Regions from separate parts of the Capsicum annuum genome. Here region 1 is linked to region 2. The links are chromatin contacts, called in public Hi-C maps. All regions are on one chromosome and are shown on one strand. Each heading gives the region's core, a stretch centred on a gene start, on an enhancer-like site or on the middle of the called end of the contact. The rest is flanking DNA. Distances are from core to core; before and after follow the strand shown. Region 1 has its middle 28 kb from the start of LOC107878461. Region 2 holds the start of LOC107878463 (G-type lectin S-receptor-like serine/threonine-protein kinase SD2-5).

Region 1 (6,260 bases), core at 3,260-5,759, 44 kb after region 2:
AATGACAACTGTCTAAAGCTGGGACAAGGCCCCCAGTGGACCTAAACCAAAATAAATAACATAATCTGAAAGACACAGGCCTTCTGGAATTAAGAAGGCTCAATAACTGCACACTTCACTGCTATCTAAAAAATCTACAGTTTAGCAGGACCTCTGAATTGAGCTTTAGACCCTAGGAGGTAGGGGTCAATACAAATGTACTGATACGTAGAGCAAACCCAAAATAATAATTTATATTCAACATATATGAGAGCAATTTAAAATAGTTCATAAATATATCATATGGTAAGAAATCACATGGGCATTTTTGAAAGACTCTGTAAAAATCATCTGAACTCTGAAACATTCTTTGTTTTACTTCTGCACTAGGTGGTCTACCCTACAACTCTGAAATTCCACGGGCTATATGGAATCTGCCATTAACTCAGCGGGGAAGCCTCCAACCCAAGTGTGCCACAAGGGTTGGAGTCTCTGACTCTGCTACGCCACATGGTCGTAGCCAGCATAAAAATAATATACCAGGATCGGCAAATCACAATTTTAGGCTAAGTGTTACTTGAAATCAAGACCTCATCGGGTAACCACTTAACCCTCTTTAAGCCCATTTTTAACTTTTTTAAAATCATGCATCTTCTGAAAACATACTCTGAAATCTCTTATCTGTTACGGCATACATACTTATGGTATCGTCATACCATTGACTTGCAAGTCACATCTCTTAGCCATTAATAACATATTATAATCTCTATTTTCAAAACATAAGTTTGGGACCACCATATCAATAAATCAATTCAAAAAAACTCTTTCTCAAACTTCATATAAACACATGCAAGGAACTCTCTTTGTCAAGCATTTCAATGATACAAGGTGGTCATGTCAAATTTCTCAATCACATGCAACTCTTTCTCATTTAAAACAAGGATATAATTATATTAAGAAGCTCCCTCTCATCATCTTTAAATCATTCTTAGACACTAAGGTATTGTGAAAACTAATTTCAAACCATAAATCATACATTTTAAATCATTCACAATAAGATCATAAACTTGAATTTATCACAAAAGAGGGACTTCATAATCTGTGCTCTCAAACAAATCTTAAATTTCTATTTCATACATATACATATACTTGTAAATCAATTTGAGGGGATGAGGCCTAAAGGCCAAAACAACAATATCAATAATATGCATCAAGTACAATAAAACCTATATTTCAAACCCCTTTATCAAATTTATGCTTGATAATCTTTAAATCATATTTGAGTATTTTCAATAAGCCCATGTATTTTTAGGATAAACCCCACGTACCTCAAACAGAAAATTAGAGACTAATTTTTGAAGCCTATGGTTTGGGGATTCCAAATCTTCGATCAATTTCAAAAACCCATGGTTGAATATTGAGATTCTTGGAAGAGGTTTTGGGGATGCTTAGGGTTTTAGCTTTGTAGAGAATGAAGATTTGGGCATAAAGTGCTTTTGTTATGCCATTGATTGTATGTTTATAGATGGATTGGGGATAGGATAATTTCCTAAAATACCCCTCTTTTAACCCTTAACATAACCGGAAAAATATAATTGGGAGCCCAATTTTATGGGCCACGGCGATGCGCCACTATCGCGGTGGCTCACCAGAAATTGATGAATGGGATTCTTGGGGTGACTACGACGCGGATCCATCGCATTGTCCCACTGGTTGGGACTTGGAACTTCAGCGCTAGGCTACTTGAATTTGGCAATTGCTAAATAGACCTCCTCTGCGACGCGCCAAGCACTAAAATAACGGTTTTCGTTCTAGCCTAAAATGTCGGGTGCTATATGAAATCTGTTCGACAATATGGAAAATAAGTTTTTTCAACATCTAAACAACAGCTTTCTCTGTCTGGGAAATCTCTACTACATAAGACATCAATAACTTGTCTGAATCTGGGATAAGCCCCCAGTGAAGCTAAACCAAATTAATTAACAACTAACTGAAAAGAAATAGGTCTTCCGAAATAAACAAGGCTCATCAACTGCACACACTTCTCTTCTGTCGAAATAAGTCTACGGCGTAGCAGGACCTCTAGACTGAGCCTCAGACCCTGAAATGTAGGGGGTCAATACAATTGTACTGGTATGCAGAGAAATCCAAAATAATGCATTTATATATAAATTAGATGAGAGCAAGTCATGAAAACACCATGCATGATATAGTTTAAAACACATGGGCAATTCTTTGACATTCATAAAACATTTATGTTAATGCAGTTCTGATCTTTGTATTACTTCTAAGTTAGGTGGTCCACCCTATAATTCTACAACCCCACGGGCTATATGGATTCCATCCTTAACTCGGCGGCCAAGCCTCCAACCCAAGTTTCCCGCAAGAGTTGGAGTTTTTGATTCTGATACGCCACAGGGAACTAGGCCAGCGTATAATCCCTCCTGGGGACATAATAATCCCATATTGGAAAAACATGATTTCAGGCAACGAGTTTTTCTAGACTACTTCCTTCTTTGGGTAACCATCTAACATCTCTTTATGCTCATTTTTAGCCTTTTCTGAACATGTATCATTCTAAGTTCAAAATCTGAAAATCTGAAAGAAAATCCACATTCTTTTCTATTCTGTAATACTATGGTATTATCTGAATTGGTATCGTCATACCAAGACTTGCAAGTCATGTTTCTGAGCCATAAAAATCATATCACAGTATTCTCTTTCAAACATAAAGTTTAGACCACCATAGTTCAAACAATTCAAGAAATTCCTTCTTCAATACATTTATCAAATTATGCAAAGATCACTCCTTTTAATCATTTCAATAAGCATGGGGTGGTCATGTATTTTGGAAAACCATACAATTCTTTCATTATATATATTCAGCATTTGTCAACATTCAAAACTCCCCTCTCATTAATTTAAATCAAATCTTAAAACATTCAACAATAGTTAAGAACACTAATACCATGCTTCTAAATAACATTCTAAAATCAAGAGGTGTTGCAATATGAGAGGTAGTGTAAATAGTCATGCTCTCAATTCAATTATCAACTTTAACCACATGCATATATATATATATAACATTTCAAATTAATTTGGGGAAAAGGCCTCAAGACCAAAACACTAATATCATTAAAGAATTCATAAATGTAAAATTTCAATGTAACTTCCAAAACCCCTTCAAGAATTCATAATTTCAGAATGTTAAAAGTTATTGAACAATTTTCTTATGCCCAAGTATTTTTAGGAAAACCCCACGTACCTTAGATCACTGAGAAAGAAGAGTGGAATCTGAATCAGACTTAGGTTCTTTGAAATTCTTCAACTCAAAGATGAATCCTTTGACCTTATAGGAAGAAGCTAAGGTTTTCTTTTAAAGTAATAGGAGTAGTTTCTGATGATATCAAGCCTAATGTACTTAGATTATCATTAAATCCCGTGTCTTGGGTGAATTGGGGTGAAGGAAAAGACCCATTTTCCCTTAAAAATTGTAGATAAAATAATGGAAAACTGGGCTGCCATCGCATCGCGACCCCTACTTAGGTCAACTGGCCCTCGTGACGCAACACCTATCTGGGTTAACTGGCCCTCGCGACGTGACACCTATCTGGGTTAACTGGCCCTCGTGAACAGACACCTATCTAGGTTAATTGGCCCTCGTGACACGGGCCTATCGCGAGGCCTCACTATTTTGGACATCCAAACTTACCCTTGCGCTAGTCCGAAAGTTTCAAAACCTACCCGGGACGTACCCTTGACACCCCTGATCATGAATCAACTTACAAATTAACTTTCCGAGGTCAGGAAGGTCGAAAATAAAAACATCCAAGTTTAGGAGTTCAAAAGTGACTAAGTCCCTTTTTACACTTAGAATATTTTCAGATCATTAACCCACTTAACATACTACGAAATGAGGTATTTGGTCGAGGACATCACGGGGTGTTACATAAAGATAGTGGTGAAGCAGGGGTAATACACTACTAACAACATGCCCACTAATTTGCTAAAATAGTAAATAGAAAAATACAGAAATTGACTTAGTAAAACTTAATTCCACTTAATACTAAAAAACAGGACCATAACAAGACTCTGCACACGATTGATATTGACGAATTAGTCAACACTTAATATCAGACTTAGTTCGCTCCGTTCAATTTTACTCAGTTTAACTAAGCACCTGGAGCTTTGATTTTTCTTTCTTCAACTTTACATAAAACTAAGGTGTATGTCCAAGAAAAGGAATAACACCAGGAATTAGTAGAAAATAAAGAGAGAAGCAATGATTGTTGTCCATAGACTGTATTTTCTTATCTTTTTCATCATTTATCTCCACATTTTTTTCATCCAGGTTTTCTTTTTTCCAAAATTGCTTTTGCCTATCTTTTACCGGGAGTTCTAACTAGATTTTCTTAATTGACTTAAAAGTAATCACAAAAGATTTCAGCAGAAAACTCAGGGAAGGAGGATTTGGCTCTGCATATGAAGGAACACTCAGTGATGGTGCCAAAGTAGCTGTGATTCATTCTTAACAGAAGTAAAGATAGTCGGTAGCATTCACCATGTCAATCTTGTAAAACTCATAGGATTTTGCGCCAAAAAGAGTGAGAGGCTTCTGATCTATGACTACATGGTAAATGGATCTTTGAATAGGTGGATTTCTGCTAAAATCAAGAGAATCGGGTTTACATGGAACACAAGGCAAAGGATAATATCAGATATTGCGAAAGGGTTAACTTGTCTACATGAGTATCCCAGCCATAAGATTAATTCATTTGGACATCAAACCACAAAACATCCTTCTAGATCAATATTTCAATTCTAAGATATCTGATTTCGGATTGTTGAGGCTAATTGAGAAAGAAAAAAGCAAAGTTGTGACTAGAATGAGAGGAACACCAGGGTATTTAGCCCCCTGAATGGTTCAGCTTAGTAATCACTGAGAAAGTTGATGTGTATGCTTTTGGAATTGTGCTTTTGAAAATTCTCTGTGGGCGAAAGAATTTGGATTGGTACCAAGCTGATGAAGAAGATGTCCATTTGCTAAGTATTTTCAGGAGAAAAGCGGAACAAGAGCAGCTCATGAATATGGTGGACAGAAACAAGGGTATGCAGCTCCATAGAAAAGTAGTGACAAAAATGATGAGTTGCTGCATAGTGTCTACAGGGCGATTTCTCCAAGAGACCTTCCATGTCATTGGTGATTAAGGTACTAGAAAGTTTTGTGACTATTGAAACCAACTTAGATTATAATTACAGAAATGTACCTAAGGTTGGGACAGGCAACCAACAGAGAGAAGCCACTATCAATTCAAAATTTCCTTCAATTTTATCGGGACCAAGGTAAGAAAATATTACGATTTATAGTCTTCGAAAGAACTAATTTATGGTTAGGTAATGTCAAATATTGCAACATGTCCAATTTATGGTGTATGAGATTATAATTCATGAAATGTGATGTAACATAAATTTTAGATTTTCGAGCTTAAAGCATTATTAAAGTTTCTGAAAAGTGAAAAGTCCGTGAGAAATCTTATTATCTGTCACCGTAGATATATTCTTTTCAAGGATGCAAGCATGACAACCAACCGAGGAAAATAAACCGTAGAAAGAAATGAGTCCGATTGACATACTATGCCTCAATGTACAGGTGCCTATACAAGTCTGTACCTGTCTTAGAATCACCTATTCCTTCAGTTTTCACATCATTTACTTCAATTAAGGTATCTAAGTTGTGTACCAGCCAAACTAAACTGAGTTACTAGATGTGTGTCATTACGGCGAGGGATCTCAAGAAAACATCCCCTAACTTTTGTTGACTTCTTGCACTCTTTCCAGCTGCTGGTGTTTCCACTCTTGATACGAGACTGACCAAGAACACACGAAATCACACACCAAAAATAAACCACAAGTTCAAAAACCGAGGACCCCTTTGGTGACCAACTCTCGGATTCAACAAACAATCAACAAAACGAGATGACAAGGGTGTTAACACACCAAAAACAGCCAACCAAATTAAGTTAAAACACAAGATAATGAACAAGATAACAATAACAACAATGTCGTAACAATAACAACACCTCACAGGTTACATTAACGAGAACAAGAAACCGATGGATACAACAAGATACAAGATAGATAGATAGACAAGTGAGGATATAATCTTAAGAACCCAAGAATTTGGTGGACTCTTGGACTCTTAACACTACACTCAACAAAAACCTAACTCCTACGTTTGACATGACTTTACCTCCTCTAAACACTAACGTATCAAGCCAACA
Region 2 (6,639 bases), core at 3,462-5,961:
CGGTACATAAGTAATCCCAATAAAACTCACTAGATGGCAATGTAAAGAGTCTTAAGGTATCCTAAATACACTCAAGAATATGCTTCATATTATAATAAATATCCCGCGGTAATTGAAGGATATAGTGATGCAAATTAGATCACCGGATCGAATGAAGTAAAATCCACGAGTGGATATGTATTTACTATAGGTGAAGGAGCAGTCTATTGAAAATCGTTCAAACAGATATGTATTGCTTGCCCTACAATGGAATCTAAAGTTATCACATTAGATAAAGCCAGTGAAGAAGCAAAATGGCTCTAAAATTTCTTAGAAGATATTCCTTATTGGCTCAAACCATTGGCATTAGTATGTATACACTGTGATAGCTAAGTGGCGATAGGTAGGGCAGGGAGTATAATGTATAACGATAAATCTCGTCATATAAGACGGAGACATAATACCATTATAGAACTTCTCTATAGTGGAATTATCACTGTTGACTATGTGAAGTCAAAGGATAATGTTTCAGATCCAGTTACAAAAGGCCTATCTAGAGAGAGAGTTGAGAGAACATTTTAGGGAATGGGTTTACGACCTAGAAAAAGTCAGCATGGCGGTAACTCTACCTAGCAAACTAGAGATCCCAAGAGCTAGGTTCAAGGAGATCAACCAATTTGTGTCTGATAGGTTCAACATTATTAATATACCCAACCCATTCTCATGATGTAGACAATGTTTAGTAAAAAAGGATAAGGCTTTTGGGGTAAAGCTTTTTAATAATTATCTAAATTTGGTAGATTTGACCAAATAGTTTAATCTATAGAATTGAACATTTAGAAATCACCTATGTGAGGGTGAAGCAGAAACTGCTTCTAGGAGAATGTTAGTAAAGGCCTATGAATGTTAGTAAAGGCCTATTCTCTAAGCTCTTATAAAATTAGGACGTGTTCATGGCTGAAACGAATAAAATCATGAGAACCATAAATGGTAAAAGGTTGGATGTGTGACATGTATTGTCTAGGTGTACATTAGAGCTCGATGGTTCAAAGATATTAAATATACTGATTGACCAAGTGTATCCGATGCATGTTCACTACGGAAAGTTCAAAGGAAAATCTACTTATTCAGATGCAATTAGTCTTTACTTGCTGATCACATACTTGTCCGTGAAGTTTTATAAAGAATAGTCATTTCCCATTCATGTGGGGGATTGTTGGGTTCAATTGGTGTGAATGGAAAATAGAGAGACACAATCCTTTGAGGAGAAGACACACTATTTTGGAAAGGGGTGACTGCTCGGTTGGATGTGACTATTCAGAAAAGACACAATGTTTCTAATGGACAGACATGACTATTCCAAAATGATACACCCTTCCATGAACCATTGCTTCCTTTCCAAAGGGGCATTTGATGTCAATAAATACCTGAACTTTTTTTTCCTCAGGTAGAACGAAAATTTCTGCATTGAAAAAACAGTTCTCTTACTTCTAAAAACTCTGTGTGATCATTTTCCGTTGAGTGAGTTCGAAGAAAATCAGAAGGTTTGAGGTACTGCTACATTATGATTGTGAGTCATTTTATCCTGGGAGGAAAAATTTCGCAACCTCGGGCATTTGAGGAAAATTAGTTCCTTAAGGACACTCTGTGAATTTGGAGGACTTGGCTCTATTTCTACTTCATCTTGTTTCTTTAAATAACATACTTTTTTTAAAGTTCTTGATGAACTTGTGTTAAGGGTGTTAAAACTTTATAAGTGCTCTTGATATAATCTTGAACTTGTGTTGAAGTGCTTGTGCAAATATATAGATTGTGTACCCGAAACAACAGTGTCTCTGCAGGGCAATTTTGACAAGAGAGCTTCCATGTCATTGGTGATTAAGGTACTACAACGTTTTGTGACTATTGAAGCCAACTTAGATGATAATTTCAGAAATGTACCTAAGGTTGGGAGAGGCAACCAACAGAGAGAAATCACTATCAGTTCAAAATTTCCTTCAATTTTATCGGGACCAAGGTAAAAAATATTCTTACCATTTATAGTCTTCGAAAGAACTAATTTCTGGTTAGATAATGTCAAATATTGCAACATTTCCATTTTATGGTGTATGACATTATAATTCATGAAATCTGATGTTACATCTATTTTAGATTTTCGAGCTTAAAGCACTATTGAAGTTTCTGAAAAGTGAAAAGTCCTTGAGAAATCTTATAGTCAGTCACCGTAGATATATTCTTTTAAAGGATGCAAGCATGAAAACCAACCTATGAAAATAAATTGTACAAAGGGATGAGTCCGAATGACATACTATGCCTTAATGTACAGGTATCTATACAAGTCTGTACCTATCTTAGAAGTTCCTATTCCTTCAGTTTTCACATCATTTACTTCAATTAAGGTATCTAGTTGTGTACCAGCCAAACTAAGCTGAGTTACTATATGCGTGTCATTACGGCGAGGGATCTCAAAAGAACATCTCCTAACTTTTATTGACTTCTTGCATTCTTTCCAGCTACTGGTGTTTCCACTCTGAAGCACTAGCATTTGTTCTGTTAGTTCCAGTTAACAAAATTAAAGGGAAAAGTAAAAAATGTTGGTGTTTGTACGGACTTTCTTACCATAATTGAGTTTTCCTTTAGGTACTATAATTGGGTTTTCCTTTTAGGAAACGGAAAACATATTCTCGATGTTAATCCTTAATCTTGTAAGAAAAGGTTATAAATTCTATAAACAGAGACTCCTTTCTTCTATTTTTGTAGTATCCACAACGTAGTCCTAGGGGTTTGAGAGTTTCGTTTGGGGGAGACTTTGTGAGACACAAGTGCTGCAGGATCACTTGTGTGAGCCTCTTTTATTCTGAATGAATTGTGTGAGGTTTACTCTCTTCACAGTTTGTACTCTCTTTTATATAATAGATTGCTTATCTCCTTTTGTGGATATAGGTCGATTGACCGAACGTTAAATTCTTGTGTCTCTTTTGGTGTATTTCTCGTTTGTCTTCTTATTTGGTGTCTTTCTAGATTTACTTTACTAGCTTCCGCATGACACCTAATTATTTCAGTCCTAACAAAAAAAGGAGTCCATAATTTTTTGTCACAGCGTATAGTATACTTTCTTCTTCGAGATATGGAAAGGGTGGCCATTAAAGGAAGCGTTTTACTAACAAATGACTTCTCATTTAATTTATTAAACATTGAAAACCAATCATGCTTATTAATGGCTCTTACAAGTAGACAAGATCGAATATGATACCTAGTTTTAAGAACTTTGCCAAACCATTCAACATCTAAATTATTCTAATTACTTTACTTTGGATTTCTCAATTTTCAGTAACTACTAAGTTGACATCAATTTGTGTCTGATTTTCCTTTTTGATACTGCTAAATATAATTAGCTTCACAAATGAGTCTCCCCTTTTCCATCTTTGCCTAGTCAATACAGAAAGGGACATCACAAAAATTCTTCTTATGCTATCATTTTCCAAGTTAATTTCACTATTTTGGCACTTTCCTCCACATTAATACCAAGTTTTCCTCTAGGGCCATTCCTAAATTCCAGCTCAATAATTGTACAAATCTAGGGCCACCATGACTTTCACTCACAACTTTATCTTCTTTAATTTTGTACCTCACTGATGTTTTTGAATTGTAACTTCCTCCAAAATAAGTTTCTTTTAGCTTTTGGTCTCCATAAAACAAAGAGATAGCATTCTTTTTTTCTTACAAATGTAAATTCATGTTTAATGAATACATTGAGCGCCATCAAATAGTGTCATGAATATGGAATTAATCATTTGGATAATGGAGAAGATTAAGGGGAAGATTATGAAAATATGGGAGATCATGAAGGTGTGAAAGTTAATTACCAAATTGACAAGGGAGGTACCCCTAAGAATTACAGAGATCCACAATAATAATTTGATTTACAATAAGAGCACATTTTAAGATACTGATTTTATCTCATTTTTAAAAGAAAAAAATTGCAAAAAATATATTTTTCTTTTGATCTAGCTTTTTAGTAAGTATTTTTTAGTATTTCCTTAATCTAAGTTGTTAGTAACAAATATTGTTTTTACCTAGATATTTTTAGTTTACCATCTCAAAAATAAATTTAAAAAATGAGATCTACCAACAAGATGGCCATTATTAAAAGTTTTCCTCTCACTACCAAAGGATGTGGTGCACCGGAGGAGTTTGCTCCTCCCTTAATTAGAGATCTCAGATTTGAGCCTTAGATATGGAAAAATGTTTAATAAAGAACGCTTCCCCCAAATGGGCTCTACGCGGCGCAAATTCAAATTAATCGAGCTCCAATATGGGTACCAAACACCAAAATGGAAAACCCAATAAAAAGAAAGTCTCCCTCTCTTCCTCTTGAAATAAATCCACGTGCACTTTTAATTCACTCCACACACTTTACTCCATCGACCATATGTTCTACAGACATCAAATCATACTATTGAAGAAAATCTCGCTAGATATTTTTCGGGCACAAATGATGTACAATCACATGCTCACACAGTACTGCACTTCAAAGCGAAATTAAAATGGATTAATTTAATATTTTCAATTTAAAATTTTGATTTTTAAAAATTATACGAAAAAAGGTATAAATTGTAATTCTTTTTATATTAATATAAATTGTAATTCTTTTTATATTAATACATTTTAAAATGTTGATTCTCGAGAAGAAAAATATAACAAGTAAAATTGAACGATAGGAGCAGTACATACATAAAGCTTAAACAATATAATTTAATTACTCCCAACTTCCACTTGTAGAAATACATTATCATCATCAATATCTACCCTTTCTTAATATTATTCTTTGCCGTCCAATGTTCTTCACGGCTTTATGCAATAATTTTCCTTTTGCCTTCATCCTTTGTTGTTCTTTTTATCTGATATCCTATGGACGTTTTGATTACCCAACTGCAAATCTTTCTACAACTTGGGTCAATAGTTTTTCTTTTCCATATTCGGTGAATTTCACTGATGACTCAATGGCAACGGCTATACTAGCCAGAGGGACACTTGGTCCAAGATATGCTTGTGGTTTCTACTGTAATGGCAATTGTGAAAGTTACCTTTTTGCCATCTTCATTGTGCAAACCAACAGTATTGCCCGTATGACTTTACCCACCAGTGGATTCCCCCAAGTTGTTTGGTCTGCTAATAGGAATAAGCCAATCAAGACCAATGCTACTTTGCAGTTTACAGCAGAAGGAGACTTGGTGCTTAGAGATGCTGATGGTACTTTGGCTTGGTCTACAAACACTGCTGGGAAATCTGTTGCTGGATTAAACTTGACCGATGAGGGGAATCTTGTTTTGTTTGATTCCAACAATGCGACTGTTTGGCAATCTTTTGATCACCCAACTGATGCTTTGGTTCCAGGGCAGAAGTTAGTATCAGGGATGAAACTAACAGCAAGTGTTTCAAGAACAAACTGGACCGAGGGAGGTTTGTTTGCCTTCGCTGCTACCGATGATGGTTTGGTTGCTTTTGTACAGTCAAATCCTCCCCAAACATACTTTGAAAGATCTATTGAGGGGTTGAATGCTAGTGGAGGCTCCAATTATGTTATGTACTTGAATGGAAGCTTAGCTTTATTCTCAAATTCAAATAATTTTAATGATCCACTGGTTACTTTTCCTCCAGCAAAAAAAGTATCTTCTGCTCAATATATGAAGCTCGAGTCCGATGGACACTTGAAAGTGTACGAGTGGAACATTATCTGGAATGAGATCTTTGATGTAAATGGCTATTTAGGTGCGTGCACTTACCCCATGGTATGTGGAAGATATGGCATTTGCTCAAGGGGGCAATGTAGTTGTCCCAAATCAAGCTTGAATTCAACTATTTATTTCAGACAGATAGACGATAGGCAGGCTGATCTAGGTTGCTCTGAGATCACAAGGCTGAATTGTAATGAATCAAATAACCACACATTCTTGAAACTTCAAGACATAAACTATTTCGCGTTTACTGCAGATCTGGAAAACATAGATATGAATACCTGTAAAGATGTATGTTTGAGGAACTGTTCCTGCAAAGCTGCTTTCTTTCGTAGTGGTTTAAACTCTTCCACGGGTGAGTGCTATCTACCATCCGAGATCTTTTCACTAATGAAAACCGAGGATAGGACAAGGTATGGTTCCTATGCATTTATAAAAGTACAGGTTAAAGCTGAACCAGATGCTGCAAAAGGGAAAAAGTACATTAATGGTGCTACACTGTACTCTGTCATAGGACTTTCCATCTTAGGCATCATAATTGGAATTGCAGCTTTCATATTCTTGAAGAAGAAGAAGACAAAGGCAAATGAAGATGAGGAGGATTTTCTAGATCACGTACAAGGAATGCCCACTAGATTTTCTTACGATGATCTAAAGGCTGCAACGGAAAATTTTACCAAGAAGCTTGGTGAAGGAGGATTTGGATCAGTTTTTGAAGGGTGCTTAGAAGATGGGAAAAAAATTGCAGTGAAATGCCTTGACGGAATAGGACAAATCAAAAAATCATTCTTAGTTGAGGTTGAAACTATTGGCAGCTTACATCATGTAAACTTGGTGCAACTGATCGGCTTCTGTGCTGAGAAATCTCATAGGCTTTTAGTATACGAGTTCATGAGCAATGGATCACTAGAAAAATGGATCT

What was found. A called contact is a pair of places that touch in the nucleus more often than the background predicts.
Region 1: a Hi-C map of leaf shows a contact between it and region 2, with 2.4 times the contacts expected there. The contact joins the enhancer-like site here to the promoter of LOC107878463 in region 2. A contact is called at or near these places in 2 of 5 Hi-C or Micro-C datasets (both in leaf).

Annotation. Positions count from the first base shown.
Region 1 is chr7:213,702,777-213,709,036 of UCD10Xv1.1, forward strand. It overlaps the pseudogene LOC107877348. Among protein-coding and RNA genes, the nearest start is that of LOC107878461, 28 kb to the right of the region's middle. Within about 2 kb of position 4,510, at least 2 of the 5 cell types and tissues checked have an H3K27ac peak or open chromatin away from gene starts, as enhancers often do. A contact at or near this core is called in leaf, where this site is marked.
Region 2 is chr7:213,658,557-213,665,195 of UCD10Xv1.1, forward strand. LOC107878463 (G-type lectin S-receptor-like serine/threonine-protein kinase SD2-5) reads left to right here and starts at 4,712. Exons shown (of 1, transcript XM_016725460.2): 1 at 4,712-6,639. The coding sequence starts at 4,818.